2 separate regions of the Danio rerio genome follow, and region 1 is linked to region 2. The links are chromatin contacts, called in public Micro-C maps. All regions are on one chromosome and are shown on one strand. The core of a region is the stretch at or near the end of the contact, and the rest is flanking DNA. Distances in the headings are between cores, read along the strand shown.

The links. Hi-C and Micro-C count contacts between places; a contact is called where the count stands out from the background.
Region 1: a contact with region 2 is called in a Micro-C map of caudal fin, with 2.9 times the contacts expected there. The contact joins the enhancer-like site here to the promoter of ccnb2 in region 2. A contact is called at or near these places in 2 of 18 Hi-C or Micro-C datasets (caudal fin and hematopoietic stem cells).

The regions. Positions count from the first base shown.
Region 1 is chr7:30,725,571-30,732,286 of GRCz12tu, forward strand. mtmr10 (myotubularin related protein 10) reads left to right here. Exons shown (of 16, transcript NM_001077597.2): 10 at 1,037-1,167; 11 at 1,490-1,559; 12 at 1,682-1,752; 13 at 1,972-2,144; 14 at 2,295-2,426; 15 at 4,295-4,483; 16 at 6,441-6,716. Among named protein-coding and RNA genes, the nearest start is that of mphosph10, 15 kb to the right of the region's middle. Within about 2 kb of position 4,476, at least 2 of the 62 cell types and tissues checked have an H3K27ac peak or open chromatin away from gene starts, as enhancers often do. A contact at or near this core is called in caudal fin, where this site is marked.
Region 2 is chr7:30,591,223-30,597,976 of GRCz12tu, forward strand. ccnb2 (cyclin B2) reads left to right here and starts at 1,512. Exons shown (of 8, transcript NM_199430.1): 1 at 1,512-1,601; 2 at 1,757-1,873; 3 at 1,957-2,223; 4 at 2,298-2,456; 5 at 3,295-3,531; 6 at 3,616-3,756; 7 at 4,236-4,346; 8 at 4,438-4,795. The coding sequence starts at 1,584. The coding sequence ends at 4,548. myo1ea (myosin IEa) reads right to left here. Exons shown (of 28, transcript XM_677757.11): 28 at 5,906-6,754.

The sequences.
Region 1 (6,716 bases), core at 3,226-5,725, 140 kb after region 2:
AATTATATAGAATAAAAAACACAGGTTCAAAGAGAACCACAGGTCAACAGGGAGATTGCAAAAGACCAGCTTCTGCTTTAAACTAGACTGACTTATTATAAACTATTTAATATCTACTATTCAAAAATATACAGACAAATGTAAAATACAGTTAAACGCATCAACCAGAGCACGTCTGAAGCTCATATACAAGTTTATTTTACATTCTATGGCAGAAACATCATTGAGCCTCCGTTATGAAAACGTGTCCGTTATGAAACACTCACATGACATTAATTTGGACAACTATGTGGATATGTTAAATAGTTCACGCAAAGAGAGACTTTCCCTTTGACTTCAAGCGTAGTTTGTGAATGAACAGACTAACGTGTACAAGTTGCAGACGCACAGTAAGCAATCAGAGAACAGGAGAACGTGCATTACTTCAACCATTTTAATATAGCTATTAATGATGAAATTCTAAAATTATACTATAATATTGAGAGTTGATTTTAATCTATCTCTCGGCCCACCTGCAGTATAGCTGAAGCTCTCTATTTGGCCCACCAGTTGAGAATCCCTGCCCTAGAAGATTGCTTATCTTTCTTAGTACACAATGTAATTACAGAAGAGTCTAGAATTAAATTGGAAAATTATTAAAACTCTTTGGACTTTTTTGAGTGAGATGCTAATGGTCTAATCCGATTCAATGATTTATGCTAAGCTAAAAGGGATTGGCTGAATGGATAAAAGAACGGTAAAACAACTCTTTAACTGTAGTGTTTTGTTTAAGTGTTCCTTAAATAAAACAGTAATAATTCTTTTCTAAAAATACATATATTTGATGAAGCACTCTCGAGAGTTATTTTCCCAAATATTATTTCTCTGCTGTTGAAAATGTTGCCATGTTGTGATTATCTTTGCTTGCTCATCTCAGATCTTTTGGCTTTTGAGCCTAGTAGGCATGCCAAATCTGCTCAGACCCATAGATGCCGGATGTCAGAGTCTGTATTTTATTATTTAGTAAGCAGTGGTTAAAACTTTTCTATTTCTGCAGGATTTCCAGTGCCATCACTAAGAGCCACCCACTGCGCAGTGATGTCTTCAAGTCGGATTTAGACAAAAACCTCCCCAACATCCAGGATATTCAAGCTGCTCTTCTTAAACTGCGACAGATCTGCGTTATAGGTAATCAATACACTTTTGGAGAAGGAAAGACTGCGGCACACACTCAACTAAATAAGACTTTAACTGTAGGAAATCCTCTCAGGCTTAACACTGGGCTACAGTAAGGGCCAGGAATGTTTTTGGTTATTTCAGGAATCCCACATACTGCTTCCTGGTGCCATTGAAAACATGTTAGCTGGAAATACACTTTTAAAACATAGCTTAGGTCTATACAATGTTCCAAATAAGCTAAGCTGTCTGATGGTGTAATCATATGTTTATTGCCTCCTGCCTCACTCTGGCTCTAATGTGCCTTTTTGCTCACTTTTGTATAAATATGCAGAGTCATTTGAGGAGTCTGAAGAGAAATGGCTTTCATCCTTAGAGAGTTCAAGATGGATGGAGTATGTCAGGTATGATTGAGGAGTGTTCAGTAGTAGCTTCTGCCAGAAATGGTTTCTGTTTTTGCATGCTTAGGTGTTTATTTAGGCCTCAACAGTTTTGAGATTGTTGTGGTATGTTTTTCGTTTAACAGGACATTTTTGCGGCACGCAGTAGAGGTAGTCTATATGCTGGAGAGCAGGCATGTGTCTGTCATACTCCTTGGTAAGAAGCACTTTGTACACACACATTTATGATGTATATGATAAATATTTTAGTTACTTGTACTTGCAACTTCTCAGTGTTTATTTAAAATATCTTAGTTTAACCATGGAATGACATGAGGGAATGATGACAGACATTTCATAACTGAGTGAACTTACTTAAAGACAAACATGTAATCCGTTTAAGTCTTATTTTGTCTATATGTGTTTGCATGTGCAGAGAAGGAGGACCGGGACCTGAGCTGTGTGATTTCCAGTCTGGTGCAGCTGATGTGTGATCCACACTGCAGGAGTCTGCATGGCTTCCAGGCTCTGATTCAAAAGGAGTGGGTGATGGCTGGGCATCGTTTCCTGGATCGCTGCAACCATCTGAAGAAGAGTGATAAAGAGGAGGTAGTGCAGCGCATATATACTGTATATCAAATGTATTTCAGCATCATATTTGTTCATCTATAAAGGGGCTTTCAGATGTGTGAACTCAAGGTGTTTTATTTCTCTCTGCAGTCTCCTTTGTTTCTGCTGTTCCTCGACTGTGTGTGGCAGCTGTGGAATCAGTATCCAGCAGCGTTTGAGTTCACTGAGGTCTACCTGACAGTGTTGGGGGACAGTATGTGGGTCCCTGTTTTCAGCACCTTCCTCTTTAACTGCCCGCGACAAAGAGCAGAGCACAGCAGGGTTAGATGCTTATGTTTTGACAATTCTTTTTATAGAATTATATTACAGCTTTATTCCATCATATACCATCTTTGTTTGCTGATTAATTCATCATCGTATAAAAATGCACTTACTGTGCACATGCATGTGTTTACATTGTACTTGTATTTAAAAATACGTCTACATGTAATTACATCTGTAACTAATAACGCCATTGATCATACTCCAAACAGTTAACTCTTTTTAAACTTAATGATTTCATTAACCTGTCCCTGACCTTAAATGGCGGCAAAAGTGTTTGGTAATACAACATTAATATAATTCTACCATAAGTTAAAAAGTAGCTATAAATATATAAATATAAAAATATATTCAAAATTGTTTACTATTTGCAATTTTCTCCTATACAAAATCCCTCAATCAATGTTGTAAACCAGCAGCCATTGACATCCGTAGAAAGAGTAAGAAATAGAATAGGTATGGAAAGTATTCAGACCCCCTTAAATTTTTAAAAATTTGTACTACTAAATTTTGTTATATTATTTTGTACTATTGTTAAATTATTTAAGGTGTTTTTTCCTCATTCATTTACACACAGCACTCCATATTGACAGAAAAACACAGAGTTGTGGACATTTTGCAGATTTATTAAAAAAAGAAAAACTTAAACCCAATTAAGCAAAGAGTCTGAATAATAAGGACTAGTAATATTTAAGTCAGGGCTCTGGCTGGGCCATTGAAGAACAGTCACAGAGTTGTTGTGAAGCCACAGTTATTTTAGCTGTGTGCTTAGGGTCATTGTCATGTTGGAAGGTAAACCTTCGGCCCAGTCTAAGGTCCTGAGCCCTCTGGAGAAGGTTTTCCTCCAGGATATCCCTGTACTTGGCCACATTCATCTTTCTCTCGATTGCAACCAGTCGTCCTGTCCATGCAGCTGAAAAACACACCCTCAGCATGATGCTGCCACCACCATGCTTTACTGTTGAGACTTTATTGGACAGGTGATGAGCAGTGCCTGGTTTTCTCCACACATACCGCTTATAATTAATGGCAAAAAGCTCTATCTTGGTCTCCTCAGATCAGAGAATCTTATTTCTCACCATCTTGAGCTTGTTTTTTTTTAGCAAACTCTATGCAGGGTTTCATGTGTCAGGCCACTCTACCATAAAGCCCCGACTGGTGGAGGGCTGCAATGAAGGTTAACTTTTTACAACATTCTCCCATTTCCCGACTGCATCTCTGGAGCTCAGCCACAGTACTGGTCTTTGGGTTCTTCTTTACCTCTCTCACCAATGCTTTTCTGCCCCAGACGGCCAGCTCTAGGAAGGGTGATCAGAAGAAATGGACTGAGTTAAATATATGAGTGTCAAAACAAAGGGTCTGAATACTTAGGACCATGTGATATTTCAGTTTTTCATGTTTAATAAGTCTGCAAAAATGTCAACAATTCTGTGTTTTTCTGTCAATATGGGGTGCTGTGTGTAAATTAATGAGGAAAAATGACCTTAAATGATTTAGCTAATGGCTGCAATATATCACAGAGTGAAAACTTTAAGGGAGTTTGAAAACTCTCCTCACCTACTGTATATATTATAGAATGTAGAACGTTTTGCTTTCCAACATTATTTTTTATATCTTTCTTTGTGTTAAACAGAAAAAAAAGGTTAAACAGGTTTAGAAATAGAGTATGGTGAGCAAATAATGACGGAACTACCCCTTTAAAGAGTTTAGTAGTAAACATAACCTGCAAATATGTACTCTAATTTCCACTTGTATTGTCTGTGTTACATATTCTTTTAAGCATTTATAATAATTGTTTTATTATTAGCTGTCTTAATATATACATTTAGACTGGTTTGGTTCGTTTGTCATCCACTTTCTCTCTGTAGGATTTTGCAAGCAGTAAAAGTATTCACCTGGGGCAGGACCAGGCTCTGCGTTTTCCTCCAGTGTGGGACTGGTCTCAACAGTTCAGCCTCAAAGACCAGACTCTTTTTAATAATCCCCTGTACGTGGGCAAGATCGCCACCTGTTTGCAGAACGGCACAGTGAAGACCTTCACACACAGGCGCAGCAAGGTGAGCTCCCTGTGGCCACGCCACAGCATATTTCAGTTGTCAATCCTTTTTATACCAAAGAAGAGTGACATTCTCATTCAATTACTAACAACCACATTCAGAAGAGTTCTAGGAAGCGTGTATGTAACTCAGGTGAAAAACTAGTTGTTAATGATGTATTTGACCATGGATGTGTCTGACTTTTGTATGTGAGGTGAATGAAAATGAGACTTTATTTACTATTTACTGGGTTGTTTATAGCATCAAGCTAAGCCTAAGTGAAAAGCAAAAGTGGACATGGCAACAGCATGTTCTGCTAAAAAACCCTACAACCACAAAACACTACAGTTCTGTCACTGCACTGGCGGTCTGCTTTAACATAATGAGTGTTTGGTTGCTAATATCAGTGTTGTGCATAATAAACACACCAGATTGCAGATTGTTGCTGTGGTTACCACAGTGTCAGTCATTGCTATTTTAGGAAGAAGTCATTTATTGCATGCCGCACACATACACACACTTTTGTTTTTGTGAATTTTGGGGACATTCCATTGGCATAACTGTTTTAATACTGTACAAACATCACCTAATCATCACTAAAAACATTCTGCAGTTTTATTTTCCTCAATAAAACTCTGTAATTTCTGTATTTTTTATTAGTCTTTTGAAAAAGAGAAACATGTTGCTATTTACTCATGAATCAGTATCTGTTTGTAATACCCGTGTCAGACCAATGTCATTATACATTTTTGTATCCACATACGTCACAAAATCAGACAACTACAAACACACCGAAATGTAAGATTTGAGTTGTCATTCAGTTTTAGCATATTTGATGTCATAACATTTCGTAAATGGTACAAGAAAAGCTCATAAAGGGTTCATAAAAGGTTTAATTTGGTGATTGAAAAAGATATTTACAAAATGCCATAATGTAAAAGTCTGGTCTACTTATGACTTATACCAGGATTTACCTTATAGTGGTTATATCACCAGCAAACTCTGGGGAACAGTTATATTTCTGCTGTTCCATTATTGTCTTCTACTGACAACTTTTTTTGACCAATGCACAAATCAGTATTGTAAGGACAATTATCAAATTTGCAATCGTTTGTGAATTTGACTCACCACCTTTTTTTTTTTTTTTAATTTACAGGTCTTAAAGAGATAGTTCACCCAAAAATAAAAATTCTTCTCCACTCAAACCTTGTTTGAGTTTCTTTCTTTTGTTCAACACAATGAAAGATATACTGAAGAATGCAGGAGTAAACAGCTATTGATTCCATATTATTTTATGTTTCTATTTAAGTCAATGGCTGCTTTTTAAAGCAGGTTTCTTGAAACTGCTGCAGTCGCTGGTCAACGAGATTGGCATTTGCTGCCAGAGAGCCAATACATTGCCTGCATCGTTAACAGTGGAATTGATGCTATCCAATGTTGAAGCGAGTGACTCAAATGAAGACATCGCTCAACAGGGCCTTCAGGATTGTGCTAATGTCAGCCATTGTTATGCTAGATGTTAACGAAAGTTCCTTGTCTTTTTCTGATATTTTCCTTTGGCTTTTGACATGGCAGAGCAATTAAATTAACTGCAATAAGTTCTGAAAGCTGCCAATAACCCTATAACTGCAAATAACGATGTCTAGTTAGACGATTATAAGTGAAACTGCAGGAGCAAGCGGAGCACTCGACTACACTGGACGCCTCATAACTGAAAGTCCGGCTGCTTTTTTGACAACATTCTTCAGAATATCTTGTATTGTGTTTAACAGAAGAAAGACAGTTTAGAACCACTGGAGTGTAAGTAAATATTAATGAGATATTAGCTTGAACTGCCCCTTTTAAGAATCATTAACTCAGATTTATACTCTATATTCAGTAGTCAATATGCAGATGATTTGGTTGTATTATAAACAATGATAGCAGAATGCAAATTGAAACGAGGAGTATAAACATTTTTATTTTGCTTCTGTCCCAGAAAAACTACAGTTCCACTGTGCGTGGTTTGCCTTCACTCATGCGCAATGGATCTCTTGGGCCGAACGACACCCTGACCCGCCGAAACTCTCTTGTGCTGCGTCTGCGTTCTGACTTGTCTCAGGTGCGGGAGCAGCCGGAGACTCCGTCAGAGCGCTTCGTTCGGGACTTCTTTTCTCGGGCTGTCGATCTGCAAGGCCTGCTGCTCCCCCAGCTCCTCCCATCTCACCTCTCCGTCTGGAAGCTGTACTTCCTACGCTGGGTCCCCGAGGCCCAG
Region 2 (6,754 bases), core at 262-2,761:
GAAAAGTTTTTAGTGTATAGGGTGGACAGTAGTTTACCTGCAGTTATACAGCATCGTCCTTTCCAAAAAGGTGATATCTATGTGTGCAACACATTTTCAATGAAGTGTAGCTTATTTGTAAACAAGGATATAAATAACTGACCATAATAACAACAACCGTATGTTTAAATCAATATTTTCATTTTTTTTTATAGTTTTCAGAAGTTAAAAGTGACAAATCCATTACAAATATAGTAATTTATGTGTTAATTTTATGTAGGCTATCAGCCCACAATCTAAACCGAGGGTTTTCCTACATATGGCCATCCTTGTACAAGGCGCCTTGTTTATACCTTTAAAAAATGACATTATAAAATGTATAAAACATAGTTTGGAATATATTTTTTTGGAATATTTTATATTTAAATTCTTGTAATGTTTAATGTTAAATTACACACATTTAAAGATATGGTGTTGATTTATTGATTATTTGATTTACTTCATGAATTGTTAATCTATTTTAGTCCTTTTTGTATTTGTTTTCTTTGATATTATTTATTTTAGATTTTACACTAGTGAAAACTGTTTACCAAAATCTCGTTCTAAAGTGTGCACTTCAGCAGATTAAGGCAGCATGTACTCAGCAAGTACTTTTCTTTTACAGCACACTGTTTCCTTAATTCCTTAATTAATTTCCTTAATTTGTATTTTAACTTTTTTAAAGTCACTTGCCTTAAAAGGCAGTTAAAAGTTTTAATTTGTCCCAAACTTAAATCAACAAACAAACAAATGTATAAATCTATGATTACTTTGAACTCTACCTTGGCTCCAACCCATATTTTTTTGAGGCGAACAGAAAGAATATACTTTTTTTTTTTTTTTTTTTTTTTTTGATCACCAGATGGCAATTTTCCCCTAAAATTTAAGTCAATGTCACGGTCAACTTTGTTTTTTTTTTTATTAAATAATATTTATACTCTGTAACTTTTCAAATTATTTGTGATTCACAGAATAAAGAGGCGTTGTTGCAGGCTTATTTTATTCACAATTCTTTTGCCAATTAAAATATTTCACATGTGGTATAAGAATGAGGTTTGTGTTTAACAATTATTTTACAATCATTTTTAGGTCTTGGGGTATTCATACGCAAGCCTTCCAACTTTCTCTGATGATGAGAACATTGATTTTTTTTATATGTCCTGTCTTTAGATAGCAATGGTTTTTGGAACAGTGTCAACATCATATTATACTTTATCCCTATTTTTTTTACAGTCTATGATCCCTAGCCTACTTGCAGTTACAACTTCAATCGTTCTCGGATGAATAAATGACGTTTATTACAGACAGAGCTACATGTGAAACCGGAGATGAGGGATGATTGATAAGCGCCGCCTCTCTTTTCATCCAATCGAACTCTAGTATTTCCCGAGCCAGTGACCAATCAGAGAACGCAGAGCGGTATTTGAATCACCAGCAGGCCTTTGTACTGTATACGCACGGCTTGTTATTAGTTGAGTTGGACGAGAAACGCCAAACAAAGCTAAACGGCATTTTAAATTTTTTTATTTAATTTAACCGAGGCATCACCAAAAAGAATATTCATCATGGAAATGCACGCTCTGGTGAGTATTTGGAGAAGAAAAGAGCGTTTGCGCGTAACCTCTTCGATGTGTAGCATCCAAACAGCGTTACTGTTGTTATCCTAGCATGCTAATGTTTGTATTGAAATGGCTTGTATGTAAACTTCTTGTTTTAAGTATATATGTTTTTAACACAGCGCAATGCAAGCAATCCCATTTACGTCGGTGCCAAAGGTGGACCAGTAAGCGGTGCAGTGAGAAGACCAGTGTTTGGCGAACTGTCTAATCTTTCCCACAAACCAGTTCAGACAAAGGTTCGTGTCTTTTATTTGGCACCAAGCAGCTTATGAACGTAAACAACAACGTGCTGCCACACTCCTTTGTTTCCTTTTTACAGAAGGTTGTACCTATGCAAAGTGTAAAACCCACTGGCCGGTCAGCTGTCGTGCACCCCAAAAGTGCCCAGGTCCAGCACGAGGCCCCAAAGCCTGCCGCTACTGTGCCTCCTGCTCAAGCTGATGTGAGCATGAAGGAAGAGGAACTGTGTCAAGCCTTTTCCAACAGCCTCTTTCCAGTAGACGACATCGACGAAGGAGATGCTGACATGCCTCAGTTGTGCTCTGAATATGTTAAGGACATTTATTCCTATCTGAGGCGCCTTGAGGTACATGAGGCTTTTTATTTATGTGGCACATTTTGTGAAAGTTCTTGCTTTCTACAGCTGTGCTTTGGTTGCAGGGTCAGCAGTCTGTCCGTCCCCGTTATATGGAAGGATATGATATCAATGGGAGAATGCGGGCTCTCCTGGTTGACTGGCTGATTCAGGTGCACTCAAGATTTCAGCTGCTGCAGGAGACCTTGTACATGACTGTTGCCATTCTTGATCGCTTCCTCCAGGTAAGAATCAGGTTTTGCTAAAGCTATATTTGGCTTTGTGGTTAAACCTTTTTTCCCCCTCTAGTAAAGTCTAGATGGATACAGTTGATGAGCACTTCAATATAGCATATTTGTAACGCAGTATAACAATAATTAATATTTTTATGGTACTATGACTGTAGGGGTGGTGAAGGTGTTAATAAAATACAATTTGTTGGTTTGTTTTAATAAACAACAAAAATAATACTCTGTACAACTACTGTTTTTACATTACTGTGACTGTAGGGGTAAATGTGAATAAATTAAGTGGGAAATTTAAGATATAATAAAAACATATATTCTTCGTCTGAAGGTGTATCTGATCTAAAAACAACCCTCCCCTTCCTCTAACTTGACCACATCCTTACCTCATCTGTTTGTGGATCCATAAATATATTGACTAGTCATTCCTTAAATCATTCCACTTTGGTGGAGATCAACACACCTACAGCAGTTTTTAGACCCGTTTAAGTCCTAGTTGGCCTTAACCAAGTGACTGTGCATGATGATTCTTGGATAACTGTCAACTATTTTGTTTTCTAGGCTAAAATCCATCCAGAATTTATCTTGTCACTTCTTTTTATTATTATTATTCTCACAGTTGTAAACGATTGCTCATTCTACACTATTTTTCATCACTTTTTTTTTCAGTTTATTTTTGTTTAAATTTTTCTCTGTGATCCTGTTATAAGTTTTAATTTACTTTGCAGCAATTTGTATTTTGAATTCAACATTCTGCTAATTCTCTAGCCACCTAATGGCCAGAAATACGAATTTTAGGTGGAAGCTGTTATAGCCCCCTATTTGTTCTCATCCCTAGGTTCAGCCTGTGACCCGTAGAAAACTTCAGCTGGTGGGTGTCACTGCCATGTTGATTGCTTGTAAATATGAAGAAATGTATGTGCCAATGGTTGGGGACTTCGCCTACATCGCTGATGATGCCTTCACAAAAGCTCAGATCCGTGAGATGGAGATGCTAATGCTCAGCGGGCTGAACTTTAAGCTTGGCCGTCCTCTGCCTCTGCACTTCTTACGGAGAGCTTCAAAGGCTGGGAATGTAAGTGCTGATTTTTGTGATCCCTGATGGAATTTGTGTGATCTTCAGAAGATAACGCTTGCCTTTTTTCCATCTGATTTCAAGGCGGATGCGGAGAAGCACACACTTGCTAAATATTTTCTTGAACTGACACTACTTGACTATGACATGGTCCACTACAACCCATCTGAGACTGCAGCTGCTGCTCTCTGCCTCTCTCAACTAGTGCTTGATGGACAGAAATGGGTAAATGTTTATTTATTTTTTCCTGCACATGACTTTCTTTATGAACTGTGAGTTTCAGTTGTAAACTTGAAATTAAACCATTTCATACTTTAAGTTTGCTCTACAAATAAGTGAAAGCTAAGCAAGGCATGTTTGGCTTTGAGCTTTAAGGTTTTTATGAAAATTTAATGTTACACTTGGCATTTTGTCATGGCCATAGTGTCATTATGCCTAAAGCATTCTCATTTTTTTTTGTCTTTCTGCAGCAAAATTATTATTATTTTTCAGCATAATGATCTGCTGGATGTAATTTAATACAAAGTTTCCTATACTATTTGACCAGTGAATGGTGGAAAATGCTACCTCTTACCTGGTTTTATTTAGACTCTTAATTGACTGTCTAATGGAAGTTGTATTTGAAGCAAAGCATCATGGATAAAAGATGGCTATTCGCCCCTTTACTATTGAATTTTTTTTTTTTTTCTTTCCCCCTCTTTCAGTCATCAACTCAGCAACACTACTCCACCTATGATGAGGCTCACCTTAAGCCCATCATGCAGCTTATTGCCAAAAATGTGGTTATGGTCAATGAAGGGCTCTCAAAGCATCTGGTAGGCACCATCTTATTATTATTATTATTTATTTATTTTTATTTTTTTTTAATTTGCTGGATATTCTGTTCATGATCATGTGTATGTACAGACGGTGAGGAAGAAATACGCAAGCAGCAGACTCATGAAGATCAGTCTGCTTCCACAGCTCAAGTCCTCACTGGTGAAGGATCTGGCCGCTCCTTTGATGCCCAGCTCTTGAGGTCTTTCGTGAGGGAACAGACACTAAACCTGCACTTTATTTTTATTTCAGCCATTGTGAGAGATGGACTGCTGCTTTTAAACTGATGTACATACTGTCTGTATAAATAAAACACTTTCTACTTTTTATGGAGATTACATTTTTAAGATTAGGGTCTAAATTGGCTTTTACGTTTTCATGAACTTGCAGGATCTGTATTTTGACCTGTTAAAGGAACTTGAATTCATTAAAATCCAAAGATTCAGTACTACTTTGTCCTGTGCTTGTGGGGTTCTTCCTTTTCTCTTAAAATATACTTTAAAGGAATTAATCAGGCAACTACTTGTCTTGCCAAATTATGCTTTATGAATGTCTACACCTACCTAAACTCAACCTCACAGTAACCTGTTGTGTTTTATTAATGTCTAGACCAGGGATGTCCAAGCTTGGTCCTGGAGGACTGGTGTCCTGAAAAGTTTAGCTCCAACCCTAATCAAACACACCTGAACCAGCTAATCAAGATCTTACTAGATCAGGGGTCACCAGTCTCGTTCCTGGAAGTCCGGTGCCTTGCAGGGTTTAGCTCCAACTTGCCTCAACACCTGCCTGGGTGTTTCAGGTATACCTAGTAAAGCTGCGGTCACATTAGAGTTTGAGTTTGCGATTTATTCTGTCATGTGGTGCTGCGAAAAAGGGTGGGATTAAACAGGATGATTAGACATTTTAAAAAGCGAGCGACTGCTCCATGTTTTAAATTTCTGTCCAGAAAGGTCATGTTTTGATCCTCAATTGGTCTCCATGCAGTCAAGTGATGCGATTCAAAGGTTAGAGTTCACCAAGCTTGAACTTTGCACCGCAGCAATGTGCGAAACTTGACGCATGACCCTGTGTTTCCGGTCTGACTCATTTGCGTGCGTATGAATGGAAGTCTATGGGAGGAAAAGCCACAGCTTAAGACCTTGATTAGCTTGTTCAACTGTGTTTGATTAGGGTTGGAGCTAAAATCTGCAGGACACCGGACCTCCAAGAACAAGTTTGGTGATCCCTGGTTTAGACCTACCCCAACCCTAAACCCAACCTCACAGTAGCCTGATGTGTTTTATTAATGTCTACACCACCTAAATCCAACCTACTTGTGGCATAAATCCCTCCCACTTGGAGGTCACCCAAACAACTTGTGGGGTAACCCCTCCCATTTTTAGGTCTCCAGGCTTTAAGTTTTTGGGAGGAAAAGCCCAGTGTGACTGCAGCTTTACATACAAAACAAATTGATTGGCTGTCTTCCCAAATTAACTTCCAGATAGAAGATTTCTTATTGGTTGAATCCAAATGACTTTAAATGCATCATACAGAAACATTCGAGCAGTGATTACAAGTGTGAAGTTTTGAATTTGTGTATTAGAAAAGGGAGCCTCATCAGTAGGATAGTATGCAAACATCACCAACGACTAAAAAAAATATTCATAAGAAATTATGGGAACAACTTCTGTACTTCCAGAAACTTCCAAGAAAGTATCTTGGATTGAGCCGCTGATTCTTATAACTCAAAAACACTTTGGCAAATGTAGATGTGAATGACCCTATCAGTACATCTGTATGATGTTACTATCTACACTGACAGATGGTTGTTGATCTGTAAAATAATGCATTCAAATACAACTGTAGTTTAAATTTAGACAGTTTAACCCAACTGTTTGCATCTTTTGCACAATGATACATTCAACATTGTTTATAGATAACGAATTGGAAAATCATACAATCCATGTTTTTTTCAAGAACCGTAGTGCATTATATACATCTGGGTTTCTCTTAACTGCAATATGAAAGGGAATAAACGTGGCAAAACGGTTCTTAGCAGCAAAAAACATTCCCCACTAAAACCATTGAGTTGGACACGACTTCAATAAGAATGGGGGAAAAAAAGAAAATACAAATACACAAACAGCATGTGGCTAAAGGTAAGCACCTTCATTTACATATAAAAACCTATCCATTTCAAGAGCAAAATAAAAAAAAAAAGCCTGTTCCCATGTAAAATGGCTACTTCATCTCTTCAAGTGAATTAAGATCACCTTAAATATAAAGGACAGATGAACAAAGCGCATCAGAAATAAAACTGTAGAATGCTAGAATATAAATACAATAAATAGTTTTGATCAGTGCCCTCAGGGGCAGCTCAGTATTCGGCACCCTGGAGAAGAGCTTCAAGCGTTCGTCGAAACGCAAT